Linked DNA regions of Mus musculus: region 1 is linked to region 2. Evidence: chromatin contacts called from public Hi-C data. All regions are on one chromosome and are shown on one strand. The core of a region is the stretch at or near the end of the contact, and the rest is flanking DNA. Distances in the headings are between cores, read along the strand shown.

Region 1 (6,278 bases), core at 2,824-5,323, 150 kb after region 2:
GCTGTGCCTGGACTCCTGACTCACCAGACAGAGCAACGAATGCGTGCTGTTTTAAGTGGCTCTGTCTGTGGACGTGTTGTTACGCAGCAATAGATAACTAACACAGTGTCTCGGCGGGGCTGAACAAGACACTGCAGTCTGAGCTCCTGCTCTGCATAAGTGCCTGGCATCTGGTAACGAGATGTGTGACTGTGCTTTACTAAACATTTCGTCCCTCACGCCTAACACTCCTAAGGAAACGAGAAAGTTTTAGTTCCCCGAAAAGAACTGAGTCAGCACCTTGATTGTCAAACTCCTGAAGCAGGTGTCCCAGATAAAGGACACCAGATGTGTCACAGCAGCTGGAGTAGGGAAAGTCTGAAATCACAAAGATTATGTCGAGTGCAGCTCTGTGCGCAGGAGAGAACAAAGGGAAAATGAAAATCAGGTTTCCTAGGGGAGGTGGGGGGAGCGTCTGTAGTGTGGTGATGGGGGAGCTTCAGGAGGCACCCCCACTTCCTGTAGACAGAGACGGTTGGCATGGTTACTGACGGAATACACATAGAACATTTTTTAACCCCTCCCCCCCGTTTCCGTGTGGCTCGATCTCTTACTCGAGCCCCAGATGGGGGTCGGGGGTCCCAGTTCACAATCAGTCCTCTGAGCTGCCTACCTCCCCTGACCTCAGGATAGCTGTGGGATGGAATAAGCTCCCTCTTACATCAAGGAAGAGGACTAAAAATTATTCTGTAAACATCTTCTGAGTGTTTGCAACTTGTTGCCTGCTCCTCTGATCTTCTCTACAGTAGCTCTCTGTGTCTGGTGCTTTTCCCATCACTGGTTAACCAAATAGTCCCAGGCTAAAAGCAGCCCAGCTGCATGCTCGGGAGCCCATGGCCAGTGGTCCCCTGGGATAGAGCTCAAATCTACTGAGTCCAGGACTGTGCAGAGCATCAGTGTGCTCTGAGCCCCCCACCCCCAGCCTTCCAGGGAAGCTCCAAGGTCAGTTTCTTCATAAAAGAGGCCATTTGCATTGTTAAAAAAAAAAAAAAACATTTATTGATATTGGCCCAGAAGCCAGGGCGGCCCACCTGTGAAGGTCTCAGTGTGACCCAGGCAGCTGCATGGGCTGCATAAACCTCTCTGTCCTCTCTGCCACGAGCTTAGGGTTTTCTCCCAAGAGCGTCCTCACCCGACTTGTTAGGAGTCTGGATCAGATTTATTTTCCCTGTCAGTTAAAAAAAAGTAAAAGACAATTTAAAAACTCTCACACAACAGGTAGCAGTGGGGAGGAAAATGTCAGACAGCAGACTGAATCAGCTGGTGAAGAAAGGCTTTTATTAGGAATGAGGAAACACACACTGAACACTCGCGCGCACACACACACACACACGCACACGCACACGCACACGCACACACACGCACAGCAAGGGGTGGGGCTTGGGAAGCTGAAGTCCAATCACACCTTGAGACTGGAGATCTCAGGGTCCCTTGAGAGTCTCCCTCCCTAATTTAGGATTGGTCAGTTTAAATAAAGACAGGGAGGCTGATGGACCCCCTACTTTGGGGTAATTCTATTCTGGCCTTAACATTTTCAGATTTGCTCACAGGTCGGGAAACTGTATTGATTGGAGAAAAAACCCGCCAGGAATCTGGTCTCTGGTCAGGAGTATGCAAGAGAAGCTGGAAGTCTGCCATCTTTGTATCTAGCTGTGGCCTTTCCTTCTGCCTGTCTGCTTATCCCTCACTCTATGAAGCAATAAAATTGTGGATGTTGCCAGTCTCACATCTTTCTAGTATTCTCTGTAGTCAGCTGGGTATGAGGCCCAGCTTGCCTCTGCTACACCACAGCCAAAGCCAAAGTCACTTCCAGTAGAACCCCCACCCCCACCTGTGACTGTATGTGTTTCCCAGCTCATACGGTTGGAACACTGTGGGTGGCAGCTCACAGGACATCGTCTTCTGTGAAAAGGGTGGCAGAAAAATGGTTTCCTTGACTTGGATGTTGGGGACGTTTTTATCAAAAAATGAACTAGCAAGCCTGACATCTTAAAGACAACGGCATTTGTTATCACTGCAAAGTTGTAAGGAGAAGTTGGAATGGGGGCAGGGGATATCTGTGCCTGCCAGTATGAGTGAACCTGATAGCTTCCTGGTATTTAAAGATTTTTCTGAATGAGATGGTGGTGGGTGGGCAAGCAGGGTGACTGTGTAGTGATGAGTGTGTGCACAGGTAAGGTCTGCAGGCAGTGCATAGTGTCGGACACTCCAGAGCATGAAGCAAGTTAGCTTAATTCTGAAGGGCACACTCTGTCCACTGATGGTACTTCTCTGTGTCCAATGTATCGCCTGACTTTATCATTTTATCTCATATATTCTTTTTTGCTGTTGAGTTTTGGTTTTGAGACAGGCTGTCGTGGAGGCCACTGTGACCATTAACTTGCTGTGTAGTCAGCGATGGCCTTGAACTCCTGCCTCCACCTCCCAAGTGTGGGAGTGCATATCTATTACTGTTGATTTCGATGTAGAGTAAGAAATCTCCTGATGATAGTAGGAGGTTATATATGATCCCATTTCTCTCCGTCACTGTAATTCCTTCTCACTACGTGGAATCCATGCGTTAGACGTGACTTTGCAGAACTGGTTTTGTAAATCCATGGCGAGATGTTTAATTTCATGTCTGAATTTATTATTAGATCATGTACGGTTTTTCCCAGCCTTAGTATGTTAACCCTCAATTTTAACAGCGCAAAACTATAGACTTCCTTTCCCCATCGGTGTGGGTGTTGAAATGTTCCCCCTCCTAATGGCCTTCCTTAGCTCCCACAATGCAACTTCAACTGACATAATACCTTTACCTCTGGACCTTTGGGGAGCACTCGACCTAAACCTGAGTAGTCATGAATCCAGTTCAGTGGGATCATATATGCAGAGGCAAAGCAAACACAGTCCACTCACTGAGAACGTCAACTTCTAAGCTACACAGAGAAGGAGGCTGGCCTCGAGGAATTCCCACCCCAGATGTTCATTGCAAGCTCTTTCCTTCCAGGCATTCTCCCACTCTCTAACCTCCGCTCACTGAACCCAGGCAAGGTGTAATCTATCGGTCCTCCCTAACCCCAGATCATCAGGGCCTCTTCCACATCATTGTGGTAGCCCTGTTCGGGCTGTCTGTCAGCTCTGCAGACTTCCCCCATCCTCTCAGGGACCGTGTCTCTCTCTTGCTGAGCACCTCTCTGCCTTACTGCTGTTCTGGTGCTGGGGAGGCAGCAGTGAGCCATGATGCTGCCCTTGGATCTCAGGCAGGTGTGCCCCTGGTGCCTCACCCACCCTCTGCCATGTGTCAAGGGCTTAACCAACCCCATGTGTTGAATGGTTGGCTGTCTCTGGTCGGGACTGTCTTTATCTGGCGTCCTCTTAGCCAGAACTCAGTCACTTCAAGTCCCTCGTGAGATGACCCATCCCTTCTGCTTATGAAACTGCAGCACCACTTAAGGCAAAATGCGGCTCTCGGGTCTTAAATGATTTAACAGAGAAAGCACTAACCAGGATCCATCTACTACCAGGGGCACACTAAGCAGATCTGTGCATGAGGGCTAAATTTCCCTCCAAGCTCTAAGGTCTGGGCGGCGTGATGAACTAGACTCTCACACTGGCTCAGCACAAATTCTGTAATTATCATTGGAGTTTATTAGAGTTGAAAGGTCATTAGAAAGTGGATGTATATCTTCCCTTCTCCCTAGAATTAAACAGTGGAGGATCTGGAGCTACGGGGAGGCTGTAACCTGCTTAGACTCACAGAGGATGAGTAGAGGGAAATTAAAATCCGCTTTTATGAAAGAAGTCCCAAGGGGCTCAGATTTGTTAACCAAACCGAGGTGCCCCTCCCTTCTCCAGACGCTGTTTATCCTCCTCCAGCCTGTGATCCGTGCCGTCTGTTACTTAGCAGTTATTAAGGAATATCTCTGCCGGCCCAGGACAATTAGAATACTGTGAGAATAGTCTCTGCAGGCCAGTTCCCAGGGTTTCGGGAGACCCCTGAAGCAAATGCTTTATTCATTTGTCGCAGATCCCAGAATCTAACACACACCCCTCCCCGCTCCCGCTTAGGGGTCTGTGCCACTGTATCAGGCCTCATCTGCTCCTCGGATCCTTAAACCATCCCATGGATCAGTGGGGAGGAAATCGACGTCATAGCACAAAAATCAATGAGCTACTTCTTCTGGGGGATTATTCTCACCTGAGCTTGCTCGGAACTGCAATAAATGAGTCTGTGGTTTGCAAAGGGAACGTCCGCGGTGGGGGTGGGGTGAAGCATCCTTCCCTCGCCTAGGACATCCCACCTCCATCTCAGAGCCGGCCTTCTTTACAGGGGCTTCTTTGTGCCTATTTATCTACCCCGTACACTCTGTTGTTCATGTAATATCATAGTTGGTGATTCCAGTTTAATTCATGCCAGTCAGCTGGTCACTCACAGGCCTGGCTTTTTTCCTGCGTTAATCTCTTCCTCCTGGATGCCACTCCATGAAGCACCACTTTATTAAAATGTAATAGCCTGACCCCGGAGTGTGGGGAGCTTGGCCAGGTTGTCAGGTGTAAATCCTTCAAGATTTCAGGTGCGTGTCGGGTTTTGTGTTGTTTTGTCACATGTGTTAATTACTGTGCGGTACCCCTGAGACCCCAGGCTCTGTGCAAGGTCGAACATTTACATTTGAAAAAAATGTTCAAATGGATAAGTAAATGAAAATGAATGAAGTTGCCCTTCCTCCTCCATGTTAGGATAAAAGAATTCCTCTCTCTCTCTCTCTCTCTCTCTCTCCATCTCCATCTTCTCTGGAAAGGTGAAGCCTCTCTGTTCTGTCTCAGCATGAGAGAGGCAGGGGGTGGGAAGTGCTGTGGACAGTATTTCACAGGCTCTTGGAAGGGATGAGGCCGGCAGTGAGCTACCCCGTGCTTTCCCTGAGGTCATATTTTACCTGGAACACATATTAGTTTTTGGTGTTTGGTGTGAAATCCGAGAGACTAAATAAATAATAAACAGTGAGAGAGAGAGAGAGACAGGGAGACTGTGAGTCACTGCAGAGCCTCCTGTTCCCGGGAGCCCTTGTCATTAGACACTTAATCTTCTCCGAATGAGCACAGATGCGTGGCTCTGTTTTCAAGTGGTCCCTGTAGCGTCTAGCATTTATGAGTCCTTAATAAATTTTTATCATAATTAATATCCCAAATGGTTTGGGGTTTTCCCCTGGGGGATGGTAGAACCGAGACTTAGAAATCTGTGGGAATGATAAAGTATTGTTTTATGAGTTTCTATTTCCCTGTGCCTGAGGGCATCTTGATTTACTAGCTTGCATTCAGTATCATGAGCCCCACACTCTGTCTGTCGGGGCTTACTATCATAGAGTGTTGTGCCAGGACACCGATGATTGTCTTAGACACACGAAGCAGGATCATCCGTAGGCTGAAGCTGCGTGGTCGGCGATCAAGATTCCTTGGTCATCTGGAAGTTTGAGGACAGGTCAACTTCTCCTTCGGGGTCAGTGTCAGCTCAAAGCCCTTGCACGTACAGGGCCGGGGACAGCTGAGGCTGTCGGTGTACTTCTCTGCCCTGTTCCACAGATGGGCTGGGTCCCCTAGAATTATTAGCCCAGTGGCTGGCACCCACAACAGTATATAGGACCTTTCAGCACTGCACAGACGGTTTGCACACCCTCTGTCTCTGTCCATCAGCAAATGCTCTGTTGTCCAGCAAGGGGTGGGACAGGAGAGAGAGAGAAGGGTCAACAGAAAGGATCTTATGAAAGAGTTGGTCATTGAGAGGGACTGTGAAGAATGGTTGAAATTTTAATGAGCAAGGCCACTCTAAGGGAGCTGGGGCAGTGGTGGCGCACGCCTTTGGTCCTAGCACTTAGGAGGCAGAGGCAGGCAGTTCTCTGAGTTCAAGGCCAGCCTGGTCTACAGAGTGCCTTGAACTGTGAATGTTACATAAGGTTTGCATAAAATAGCTACTGTCTGTTCACATGTTACCTTAATGTGACAGATAACAGCATTCATCAAATATTTGCTTTGTGCCAGGACTGAAATACTGTCGTCTTATATCTTCCAACAGACTTGCAGGGTAGGTCTTTTTCCTCATCTAAAAAAAAAAAAAAAAAAAAAAAAAGTTCTGGAGGTGATGTCTCTCAGGAAAGACTCTGCAAAAGGAAAGGGGGATAGGTCCTAGCTGGGACCTTTATTGCCAGAGGGTGTGTGTGTGCCAAGGCAAATATGGGAGGACGTTAAAATACATTCAAATGGGC
Region 2 (6,029 bases), core at 2,915-5,414:
TGAGCCTTAGGTGCTGCTTAGTGGAACTGGGCAAGCAAACCTCTGTTTCTGAATTTTGTCCAAACAGGGAAAAAATGACTATGTTAAAAGAAATTCCTTTGGGGGGGGGAACCCCTGCCTTCTGGAATTAATATCGTGACTGTGCTGTATAGATGCCACTTGTGTGAATGTTTTCTTTATATATCTTGCCCCGTGAGCGTTTGTTGATGGAGCAGGCGTAATGAAAGCCTGTATCGTAAGGAGTTTGAATCTCTCCTTTCGCTGCCCTCTTCCTGTTTGGTTTAATGTCCCGGCTCCCTCACTCCAGCACTGGGGCTTTCCTAAGGGCCGGGTCAAGGTTAGCAGAGGCTTTCTGAAGTCTTCAAGTGATGGAGTCGAGCCATGCCTTGCAGACGGTCCTCTGGTCTTCAGAGGCAGAGGCGAGGGGCTGCATCCTACATGCAGTGACCATATAAGTGGTGTATGGCGAGGCTCTCAAGGGGCAATATGCATTTGAGGAATTATAAAGCAATATATTTTTTATATAAGACACTTTCAAATCATATTTACCTCTTGGTGGCTGTGGCTTATTATAAATAAATCTGCATGTAATTTTTATTTAAATATTACTTGAGGATAGTTCTAGAATTATGTTGAAAATAGTTTTTGGCCTTCATTTAGTGAAGTGATATTTCCCTTTAAATCTCTGTCATCAATTACTTGTCTTAATAAAAATCACAGCTGCTTACCCACGTGGCTGCTGGGGGAAGTCTTTGCTGCTTTTACTTTAAACTTTTCTGCTACATCTAGTTATTATGCGTGTGCAGGGTCTTGCTGTCTCACACATGACGTCAGAAGGCAGCTCCCTCCTTCCACCACAGGGATCCCAGGGATGGAATTCAGGCTCTGAAGCTTGGCAGCAAGCCCCTTTCCCCGCAGAGCTAAGCCATCTCTGCTTTCCTCGCAGAGCGGAGCCATCTCTGCTTTCCCCGCCGAGCCATCTCTGCTAGCTTCTGAACTTCTTCCATAATGGTTTCTACATTTATCTCAGGGCATTCTATTAATCTGGTATCTTAGTTATCTGGTGTTACTTTTCTGCCACCTAAGGATCTTAGCAAGTACACCGAGGGCATCACTAACCGTTCAAGTACCCCAAGATCGTTCTCTGGCACACCCTATTCTTTTCCTGTGTGATCCCAGGACCCTCCATCCATCTGAAGTGTTCATCTCCAGCTGAACGACTGTTTTGCTTTTCATCTGCTTTTATTTTATGCTGAATTTAATCCTGTGCCATGAGTTTTTGTTTCTTCCGTTTCTTCAGGGATTATCCTCCTCTTCTATGCAGCCTCCTCTTCTGGCTTTGGAACAGTCTGTTCCTTCTTAGTGAGGATCATCTATCTCAGTGTGGCAGGGGGAGCTCATGTATGGGCCAATCCAGCCATGAGCTCTGTAAATTCATCAGCACATATTAGGTGTCGTGTCCACTTGGATGTGTCCGCTGACTAGAGACTCTGCATCTAAGCCCTCACGGTCACCATCACCCTGCATTTTTAAGCGTGTGCAGCAATAAAGTGAAGACAAAGAGTTGAACTTGTTGGTTTGCATGCTTTTATAGGGCTTCCTAGGTCACTGAGTAGTTGAACCATCTTTACAGGTCACCCGTAGCTGCTTGCAGGAAGAGCTAGGGTGGCAGACTTTTAATTAAGCTTGTGAGTTAGATTCTGAGCACTTATTGTACATATTTTACTAGAATATAATTTTAAGTCATTAGTTATGCCTTAATAAAACAAATTATGCACTTAAAATAGTTAGTGAGAATTGACCAATTTTGTCCAAACCTGCTATAAACATTGTATTAATTACTACCTAATGCCCCCATTTATTTTGATTTATTAAGACAGGGTTTCACTATGTAGCCCTGGCTGGCATGGAACTTGCCTTGTAGATCAGGCTGGCCTCTAACTCATAGAGATTTGCCTGTCTTGGCCTCCAGAGTCCTGGGATTTAAAGGCATGTGGTATCCACCACACTTGGCTCTTCCATTTATTTTAAAGGAAAGCGTGTCCTCTTTTTCCCCCCACTCATTTCTATTGTTTGAGACTTTCATACATATCTATCATGGATTTGGATCAATTTCCCCACTCCCTCCCCTAAAGTCCCTCCAACCCCATCCCTTATAGGCCATCCTTCCCCTCCCCTCCCCTCCAGTCCCTCCCATACAGTCAGTTCTTCCCCTCCCTTCCAAACCCTTACCTTCCCTACAGCCCCTCCCCTCTCTTATAGTCCCTCTCCTCCCCTAGAGTCAGTCTCTCCCCTCTCCTACAGCCCCTCCCCTTCCCTACAGTCCCTCCCCTCCCCACTCCTCATGTGAACACAGTTTGCTCTGTTTAAACCCACTGGGCACACAAAGGGTTGCCAGTATGTGCATGATACAGGGCGTCTCCTAGAGCCCGAGTAGCTTCCTATGTCTTTATTTCCAAAGAAAACTAACTCGCCCCCACCCCAGCAGTCATTCCTCAGTCCATTCTGGGGTTTGGTCTGGTCTGATCTTGCATGGCTCTTGCTCATTCTTTCACGACCACCATGATGTCACACACAGGTCCAGCTGTCGGGTCGTATTGGAACACTATGTTTGACTGTAGCCATTCTGCCTCCTCTTCCTTTGATGAACCCTGAAGCTTTGGAGGAGGGGCCATGATAACTGCTGTCCACTGAGAGCTCACCACTGTGCAGGCTTGTACTCTGCGCATTGAATAGTTGTGGGGCTTGGTAATAATATTCATCTTCTGCACAGAGAGGCTTCCCTGATGAGGGTTGAAGGATGTACTGGCCCACACGTGTAATCATAAATCATTAGGAGTCCTTTTCATGCTATGACCCATTAGCAGAATAGTAGTAGTAGATTATTTCTGAGGGCCTATCATGTCTCTAGACAAGGGTTCTTGACACCACCAGCAGTGCCAAACATGGCTTTTGTCTTGTGGAATGGTTCTTAAATCCAGACAGAATGTGGTTGGTCGCCTCATACGTCTGTGCCATTATTGCAACAGTAGGTGTGTCTTGCCAGGCTCGTCACAGTCACTCTCATACTTGACAGTACTCATCGCTCGTGACTGCTTTCCCCCTCTGGCAGCATGTGGAGCATCTTCCCACTGTACAAAAGTGGCCAGCCGGTAGGGGTGAAGGTTCCAGGTTGGTGCCAGCTTGATTTCTCCACGTTTTATGACTCATGGATGTGATGTCTTTGGCAGTAGGATTTTACCATCAAGTTCTGGAGACTAGCCCAGAATAATGGCAGTAGCCTTTAACGCTAGGAGGTCTATGGGGCCCCACTGACTGACAACTCCAAAAGAGCTAAACTGTTGACGATACTGGGTTTTTTCCTTGATAGCCTGTGGTATCTAGGAGGGTCATTGTTCACTGCTGCTACAGGGTAATTCCATTTAAGCTGTGTATGTGTGTATATTTTAGGAAGCTTCTATAGTAACAGGTTTCATGTGGTTTTTTGAAAAGGTCTTTAGTGTTCAGTATCGCTCTCCATACCCCTTCCTCACCCTGCCTTCCCATTCCACATTGCACTCAATCCTTCTTGCTGTTATCCCAATGTTTTTCTCTTATACCCCCTACATTCTATCCCCCTTTTAGCACCCCCCACATTCTACTCCCCCTTACAGCCCCCCTTACTGTTTTCTCTCATACGTGGATATTAGCTTTTAGAGCTTTGACATAGTTATCTACACGTAGTGCTAAGGAAGGTATTTCTGGTGTTTCTATTCAAAATTGGACAGTGAGCTCTTCCGATGGAATTTCATGGACACTTCACAGAATTTAGTACCATTCTTGGTGTGTGGATCCCCTCACACTCACTTTTCTTCCCTTGGGAACTAACTGACTTAGACTTCCCGCCTGTCCTCACCCATTTGTATGCTTCTGCTGCTCCTTACTGACTGTCTGTGTTGCCCTTCATCCCTGAAGGATATGGTTCTGCAGAGGTTGCCTGTCTCCTCGGAGAATGCTTCTCCTGCCGCAGGTCTCTCTGCTGTGATTCTCAGTCCTGAACTCTGCGCCGTCCTCCCAGCCTGGAGACTAACACATTCATCTTCCCACACCCTCCACCTTGCCTCGTTGTCTTCGAGGGGTGTGCTTAGCTCCCAGATGTTTCCAATATCCCTTCCTGTGGCCATTCCCCGGCTACAGCCTGACAAGTGCAGATTTACTGCTGCTCTCTAGAGAGCAGAGTTGCATCTGTGCAGGGTACTTGCTTCTAAAAGGTCATTTCCTGCTGTGAATTCCAACCACCAGGAGCAAGCTGGAGGTTGCCCTTGTTCTCTCATGTCCTCACTTTACTTGGGAGAGAATCAGTAATGCTGGAAGCACGTGACGTCACATGACAATGGGACATGCCAGAGGTCGACCGTGTCAGGGGAAAATAAGAAGATGTTTAAGCTCACTTGAGCTTTGACACGTGTCTAGGTTTCCTAGTGAATTAGAGGGAAGGGTCTGAGTTTGAATTAGTCAGAGGTTCTGCTCCTCATTGTTTATAACACCTGCCAAGAGCATAAAGATAGCCCACCTCTCTCTCAGTTGAATCTCACTGTCAGTTATTATACTGCACTTCTGAACAGCCCAAAGCAAGGAATCTTCTTTATTTTGTCTTTGTTCATTGACACAAACCACAGCTTATGGCAGTGGCGGGGGACAGCCAGCTTATCACTTTTTCTCTTAATTCTCAACTTAAATCGTTTAAAAAATGCAGATTTGCTTCCTTATCATTTTAAGTAATCTTGAGATGAGTTATTTGAAATGTAGCACACCCTTCCTGCGTTATGATTTTAAAGTAAGTTTTCATGTAAAGAATACGATTCTCCTTTTTTAACCCACGTGGCCGCTGCCGTCCAGGCTACTTGTCATATCGATTAAGTCTGCTCATCGAAGCATCGAAGCATTCCAGCTCCATGATGATAAAATCTAGTTTACATTGTTCTGCCCTCAGGTGGCCAGGAACACTCTGGTTTTAAGGCCTGTATGTATTGGGCGGGGCAGGTCATTCCCAAGGCCCTGCTGGAGCTGCTGCTTGGTCTCTCCAAGCCAAGCCTTGCAGCCTGTGTCATCACGTTTGAGAAGCGCCCAGGCAGTGGCTTAGCTCAAGTGTTTAATGTGGGGAACGTCTGCCTGCTGCTGTTTTACAGTCTGTTTGCAGTTCACTTGCACCACCAGCCCCAAATGCAGAAAGAAAAATTACAGAAAAGCACAGAACACGCTAAACCCTTGAAATTAGTGGAATAGTAATAACGGAAGAACGGAGGAACAGGGCTGCTTGCGGGTGGGCTCTGAAGAAGGAAGGAGAAGAGAGTCCAGAACGGAGCTGGCCAACTCCTGGCATACCTGTGGTGGGGAGAGACTGCCACTCCTCACCTTGGAGCTGCCCGGAAGCTGCAAAGCCCTGTTGAGGAGTTTCTGAGATCTAGGAAGCAGAAGACATCCAACATGTTTCAAACTTGGTGGAAAACAATGGTTCCCTCCCACCCTGAAACAGTAGAGGATGATCTGGGAAACAGCAGCTGCACAGGGTAGGGGTGGGTGGGGCCGACCTAGTGACCAGGCTGCACTCAGACGCTTAGGGACCAGAGACCAAGTGTTAATAACCAAGGCTGCACTCAGACGCTGGTTCCAGTTTGCATAGCATCCGTTCATCTCCGTCGAGCAACTCTTGAGAGATCTAAAGGCCTTTTTGTGTTTTTATTTGGAGAACCTACACAGTCACAGCTCCCCTCTCAGAGTAGAGTGGGGTGGATTAGTGATGTGCCATCCCGCCCCAGAATACTCCTCCTTACTCTCAAATCCCGGATCCCAGGAGACTGTTGGGTTATGCTGATCCTGAATGACAATGCTTTAAAATACTTACTTTGAAATAATTCTTATATAAGGCTTTTCTTTGTCTTAGGAAATTTTCATCCAGAGCTTTGAGAAGTCAGGGTTCTGAAATCTGTATGTCATGATGCTGTGGTCTTGGTTTCAGACTCAGCAAGAATGATGGGTTTTGGTTATTT

What was found. A called contact is a pair of places that touch in the nucleus more often than the background predicts.
Region 1: a contact with region 2 is called in a Hi-C map of the N1E-115 cell line, with 2.9 times the contacts expected there. The contact joins two enhancer-like sites. A contact is called at or near these places in 4 of 39 promoter capture datasets (the C10 cell line, cranial neural crest, second pharyngeal arch cranial neural crest and 1 more), 1 of 15 datasets of contacts at CTCF or cohesin (stem cell-derived epiblast-like cells), 3 of 484 Hi-C or Micro-C datasets (the N1E-115 cell line, bone marrow-derived macrophages and nephron progenitors), 5 of 115 datasets of contacts at active chromatin or transcription factors (differentiating embryonic stem cells, embryonic basal ganglia, embryonic stem cells and 2 more) and 1 of 9 other capture datasets (embryonic stem cells).

Annotation. Positions count from the first base shown.
Region 1 is chr5:111,159,673-111,165,950 of GRCm38.p6, forward strand. The region is part of intron 5 of Ttc28 (tetratricopeptide repeat domain 28); the gene reads left to right. Among named protein-coding and RNA genes, the nearest start is that of Gm35628, 72 kb to the right of the region's middle. Within about 2 kb of position 4,074, at least 6 of the 459 cell types and tissues checked have an H3K27ac peak or open chromatin away from gene starts, as enhancers often do. A contact at or near this core is called in the N1E-115 cell line, where this site is marked.
Region 2 is chr5:111,007,222-111,013,250 of GRCm38.p6, forward strand. All of the region lies in intron 2 of Ttc28 (tetratricopeptide repeat domain 28), which reads left to right. Among named protein-coding and RNA genes, the nearest start is that of Mir701, 6.1 kb to the left of the region's middle. Within about 2 kb of position 4,165, at least 38 of the 459 cell types and tissues checked have an H3K27ac peak or open chromatin away from gene starts, as enhancers often do. A contact at or near this core is called in the N1E-115 cell line, where this site is marked.